2 separate regions of the Anas platyrhynchos genome follow, and region 1 is linked to region 2. A link is a contact called in public Hi-C data. All regions are on one chromosome and are shown on one strand. The core of a region is the stretch at or near the end of the contact, and the rest is flanking DNA. Distances in the headings are between cores, read along the strand shown.

What was found. Hi-C and Micro-C count contacts between places; a contact is called where the count stands out from the background.
Region 1: a Hi-C map of subcutaneous adipose tissue shows a contact between it and region 2, with 2.6 times the contacts expected there. The contact joins two enhancer-like sites. A contact is called at or near these places in 2 of 8 Hi-C or Micro-C datasets (F1 follicle and subcutaneous adipose tissue).

The regions. Positions count from the first base shown.
Region 1 is chr2:22,376,350-22,379,293 of IASCAAS_PekinDuck_T2T, forward strand. All of the region lies in intron 19 of VPS13B (vacuolar protein sorting 13 homolog B), which reads right to left. Among named protein-coding and RNA genes, the nearest start is that of VPS13B, 180 kb to the right of the region's middle. Within about 2 kb of position 1,487, at least 1 of the 8 cell types and tissues checked has an H3K27ac peak or open chromatin away from gene starts, as enhancers often do. A contact at or near this core is called in subcutaneous adipose tissue, where this site is marked.
Region 2 is chr2:22,114,914-22,117,998 of IASCAAS_PekinDuck_T2T, forward strand. It overlaps VPS13B (vacuolar protein sorting 13 homolog B), which reads right to left. Exons shown (of 62, transcript XM_072034435.1): 57 at 784-960. Among named protein-coding and RNA genes, the nearest start is that of COX6C, 29 kb to the left of the region's middle. Within about 2 kb of position 1,563, at least 3 of the 8 cell types and tissues checked have an H3K27ac peak or open chromatin away from gene starts, as enhancers often do. A contact at or near this core is called in subcutaneous adipose tissue, where this site is marked.

The sequences.
Region 1 (2,944 bases), core at 237-2,736, 260 kb after region 2:
CCTTGTATAAAGTTTGACACTGTAAGCCAAAGCTGAAAATCACCTTTCAAATATCTTCTTAAGTTGAATAGATTTAACTGGAACATAAATTAAAGGGAACACGTTCAGAAACAGGGAAAGTCAGAAAAAACATGTTTTGTTCTGCTTTTTTTCTCCCCTGTAATATCTATGGTAATAGGACAAGAAGTTTCTACATATTTTGAAGTCTCACTTCACTGAGATTCCCTACAATGTTGTTGCAGAAGAATCAGTTAACTTAGACCATGTGAGTCTGTTTTTCCTCCTAAGGAGAGTAAGGCACTAGACAAGCAGTGTGTCACTCATCTCCTCTTCACCAGCTGTTCTTTCACTCCATTCTGTGTCAGCTAATTTTTCTCTGAAGTTATTTTACTGCTATCTCCTGCGCAATTGGCTTTTGTTTCTGCCCTAAAATGGCACAGAAGAGCAGCAGACTCCTTACCACTTAGCATTACTTTAATTCTTATCTGGTTATACATCAGGTTTAGAAGAAAACACTTTTTAACACAACTTCTTTCCCGAAATACTCCTTCTCATACATATTATATCTCAGCTATCAATAGGTAATTAGGAAAATGAATAATGTGTGGCGGAGCTACTGTTTCCTTTTCCATAGCTCAAAAATGATTCCACTCCTTTTCTGTTCATCACAGGAGAAAGCAGCACATACTGTTACGCACACGCTTTGCTGATCCACGCCACTCGGCAGCACAGCCTGCTTGGAAGGCACGTTGCTCAAAGTCACAACAGGGCAAACACTTCTGTTGCTAGCAGATAATTACAACGCAAAGCTTTCTGTCCCCATAAGACATTTGTAACTTCTTTTTTCATTTTGTCTCAATGGTTTTTGTATTGATTTAATTCTGTTATTGCATATGAAAGCCTCAATCATTGTCTAAATGAGAAAAGTGAACTTATAAGTTACTAAAAATGTATCTTACTGGTATTTAGACAGGTTTGCTGTAGATATGAAAGGTACTGTTGAAAATGTCACCATTCCTTCCCCTACAGACATTAAAGCACTACTGTCCAAAAGAAATTCACGCTTTAGAGGCAAGATAATGCCTTTTCATCTGAAAAATGACTTTTATCAAAAGAATAGGCATAAAATAAAGGATTCCATGGATATCCTAGATTGATTTCTTAGATATTAAACAGGGAAAAAAATATTGCTGCCTGCAGCAAAAACTGCTGTATCGAAATGTGGAGGAAACCAAAAAAAGGGTATTTTCACCAAAAAAAAAAAGTGTCTGAAAGTTTTCATCCTGCCCAAATTATTGGCTACACTTAATAGCTATAAATCAGAGAGATTCTATGCAGAACAAAGTTAATGTTGCAAATTGTAACATATATCAGCGTGTTTAAAACAAACTGGAGTTAAGCAAGCATATAGTGTAAGTATAACACTGACTTTGTACTTGTAAACATCCTTTCCACACAGAGCCCTTTGGGACATTCAAAGAATTTACTGAATGAGCTACTTGGAATAAATAAAGAACACTCAACTTGGCCTGCAAGAACATTCAACTTGGCCTGTAACACTTTAACTGATTTTAAAAAAGTTTTAACTGTTCCCCTAGTTGCCTGGAAATGGCCATTTAAAAAATGCTGCTGTGGCAATAGTAAATCTTTATTAATTCCTCATTTTTGGATTTTCCTCCACGGGGCCTGTTAAAAATAATCTTTCAATCCAACCAGCTCTGGCCTTCAAATTTAGTACAATATAGTGAACCACACAAATGTACTGAAAAAATACTTTTTTTTTTTTAAACTTATTCACAGAAAGCAGTTAATTCTGGCAGTAAAATTAGCTTCAGTGATAGTTCCATAATCTAAACGGAGAAGATGCAGTTGTGCCAGCTCATTACCATGCTCAGCTTTAACAGAAAATCTCCTTTAATTCAGATCAAGGACCAGCTGCACGACTTTGTTCAAAAGCTGTTACAGATGACCTGTCAAGTTTTATTTTTAAAATCTTCAAGTTGACTTTAAAAGTTCATGTCTACAAATAATGTAAAATTCATTTGCAAAGTTTAAGGGCTTGAATCTCTATTTGTTAGCAAAGCTATTTTATAAAAAAATGAAAAATAAAAAATCTGGGGCTACAGGTGCATTGGCAAATAGCACTAAACTACCAGAGTTAAAATTACTTTTAAAGTACATTTCTGTTCAAGTTATCTCTTTGAAAACATCAGCACCTAGTTCACCGCGTATTTTGTTTGAGTCCCAAGCAAATACAAGCAAGTTGAAATCTCGGGAGCTCCGGGTTGACAGAAAAATGATTTTTAAAGCTGCTTTATACACAAAATGCCTTCCCTACAGCCAATGTATTATCTGAATATATCCATATGGGGGCAGTAATGTTAAAGAAAAATAATACCCAACAGCAGCCACCTTAATTAATTTGTTCGCAGACCCTTTTCTTTTACACCAGGCTCTCAATACAATGCTGAAAAGAAATTTAAAAAAAAACAACAAAATGGGAAGACTATTGCTTGTCAAGCCTCTGTTTGAAGCGCTACCACAGAATAATCACTGCACTCAGAGTCTAGACCTACTTCTCAGTGTATTTCATTGTCCCTATGAAGAATCTGTTATTATTTTTGCATTGCACTTAGCAAGTTTAAAGCAGTATCTGCGATGCAGGCACTGTCCCAGGGGGGCATTCCCAGGAGATGGGAAGGAACTGGCTCGTCCCTCGTACACCCCAAAGAAACAAGGTGCTGAAACGCAGCTGTTATGGATTGTCACCAGAGCAACACTTCCTTGATTAGAAGGAACTAATCTGAATTTAAACGATCCTATCAGGCCTACTTTTTATTTTTATTCCCTCTCTCCATGGAGTAGCTGGAATTTTGGTAGGATGACCTCTGGACATTGAGAGCTGCAGCTTCTCCCTCAAACTGAAGCTGCCCTGAATCAACAG
Region 2 (3,085 bases), core at 313-2,812:
TGTGTAACATTCTTTACTATTTGTTAAGCATCACCACACTGCTTCTACGGTCCACATCATGCCTTTTACATTAGCCTTCACCAGGTTTGCCCAGCCAGTGGGAAAAGCAACTCATCCGAACATCCTTCCCGAGGTCCCAAACTTCTGTAAATCTAACCTAAACGGAGAGCGGGCAATGGAAAGGTAAACAAATATTTACAGAATGAGCCCGCAAGGATGTCTCCTGAGTCTGAATCACCAGCAAGCAGCTGCAGCTGCCGAGCTGCCGCCTCTGCCGGCCGGCTGAAGCCACGCGATGGCACTGTTTATACAGACTTCGCAAAACAAAAGCTGCTTGTGTTTTAAATCCAGATCTGCCCTTCTGTCAAAACCTATCCGCATACTTACACAGTTATGACAACTGTATCTACTTTTTTTTTTTTCAAAAGAAATAATAAATATGATGAGGCAACACAGTGTAGGATTTCTGATGGTTAGCAGAAGTACAGAACACCTTTAATATTTCTGAAGTTATCACATGAAATACTGGCTGAGCCAAGCTGGATTTCCCAGTGGGAGGTTTAAAATTCTGAAGTTTCTGAAACATTCTTACACACTGTAGTTAAGCAGTGATCTGTTTAATACATAAGATGTTATATATGAGCTTTGTTACCCTCCCAGCATTTCGCTGCAGCCTAGCAAGCCAAACAAAGCTGCAAGCAATATTGCTTAAAACTTTTAACACATCCTTTAACAATGCACGACAACAAAGCAGCAGTAGGAGCGACAAAGTGAAAGATCTACCTTTGGAAATGTGTTTTACAAATGATGTTGTTCCTCTGGAAACTCCACTGACAAATGCTCCTGGGCCTCTGGTCAGCCCTTCATAGGGGAGCCTAAAGAAATCAGCTATGCCGTTTCCTATGCTTCTCACCAGGCTAGCTGGGCTTCCGAGGATTTCCAAGGATCCAACAACCCAGCCTGTATGGAGAAACGAGACAAATGTTACGGCTGCAAAAACTGCAGAAGCAGCAGTTGTGAAAAGGTTATTCCTTAATTCTCTTTTTCACACTAGAATTCATCGCATTATGAACTTCCTTTGAGCAAAACACGGGAAATAACTCATCCACTATGAATTCAGAAATGGCAATCTTTCATACTTCGTAAATCAAAGAAATCCTTTTGGCAAACTCACAAATAGCTTTAGAATGACTTCCTTCCAGGAGCTTCCCGTATTTCTGCTAAAAGTGTGTTAGGGAGGTGGATGCGGGATTCTCACAGCTACGGAGGAACAGCACTGAAAGTTCAGATCGCTCGCTCGGTTTTATATGCTATAAGGCAACGTTGTGATTTCACATCCTTATGTGATAGAATTGTGACAGCAAGTTTATACTGATACAATGTACTGCTTTACAGGAGTGTGGAGGTCAATTGCTTGATGGAGTGTTAGGAAAGGGGATGCAGATTTTTGACAAGTGCTTAAGAAGTTATTTTAAATCCACCCCAACCCTTCTAAGCTGATCATTTTCTTTCAGAGTGTAGTGAAAGCCAGACAAATGTCTTTTTCTCAGTACAGTTGTGTAAACACCAATGACATCTACATGCTGATTAGGTTACTCATAGGGGAGTATTCCCTATGCATATCCCATGAGAGGTATCTGCGGATCTAGTTTCCTATATAAATGCAGGGTTGCCAGCAGCTTGCAGGATGGCCAAGCGCACAGCAATTTCTGCGAGCCTTGCTGGAAAGCTGTTTGCAGGTCTTGTCTTTCTCAGGGTGGTTGGCAGCAGATTTATTAGGGAAATAGTGCTGCATGACTTCTTTTTTTTTTCTTTTCGGCGGTCCAGAGAGAGTGATTCAGAAATGGCAATAAACATTAAACGGGAACTGCCTGGTCTTTGAGCCTCGGTATCGTGAATTTCAGCTAGCACTGTCAGATCACCACAAGGCACGACAGGGACAGAAGACTGAAAGATGGACTGATTTGCCTCCTGCTCTCCCGCCGAGGGCCCTTGATCTGTGTTGCCCTCCTCATTCCCATCTCGTCACCGCAAACTCCTGCTATCCAGATGCTGTTCTTGTTTTCTAGTAACCCCTCCCAGTCACTCCTGTGGAAGGCTGAATCATGAAACTGAACAGAAGAGAAAATGTTACTCATATGAAATGAATTAATCTCATACTATCATTCTAAGCTCCCGGAAAATCTATTATTCTTGTTGAATCTGTCCCACATTTCAGCCCTGGCAGGTTGAGAGCTCCGGTACATGCCGTATAAAAAGAGGGAATCGCACTGGACATAAGGGAGAGGGTGGGATGGAGGAGGAAAACAAAAAAAAAACAAGCACTGCTGGCAGCTCGACGAGCAGAGCGGCCACGAGCGCTTCAGGCCCGCCGTGGCGGCCCGGGAGAGGAGTGTCCCACTGGCAGCCCGCTCCTGCTGGGGACCCAGAGGAAGCCAGCGCTCCAGGCTGGGCCTGCTACTCCCTCAGTGTCATATTTGTAACAAATTATACTTGCCACTGTGTGAAGTGATGAAAAGCTGGAGGGGTGGGGAGCCATGTGCAGATGGAAAAGATGCTCTTTCTGCTTTTTTTTTTCTGATCGATAATATTGCAATAATCCCTTACAAACGGCCGCGTTTTATTTTATTTTTACATCTCCTCGGCATGCCTGAAGCAGTTGCTTCGTTCCCTGAGGTGTCACTGTCACCTGGCTGTCCCTCTGGCTGAGGCAGGCTGGATGGCGGTGCCTGATAACTGATCCCCTGACCAGAAGTGGTGACGGGATGGTGTGAGGTGACGGCCCCGGGCTGTGGGATACAGCTGGGCAATGCCCCCCTGCCCTACAACAACCCGAGCAGGCACCGCCAGGCCAGGACGTGAGAGGCTCCATCTCCACACGCCTGCTTGGCCAGCCAGCGCTTTCAGGCAAGAAAACCAGAATAAAACCAGGAGTTGGGGCTGCCTGGTATCCTGGGGATGGGTTGTTACAGCCCGGCCCCAGCCAGGGAAGCTCTGGAAGCTGTGCACAGCGACGATGTGCGACCTGCAGGGAGAGTGACCCTCCTTGGCCAACACTGAGAGCAAAACTTATGGCTTCCTGCTG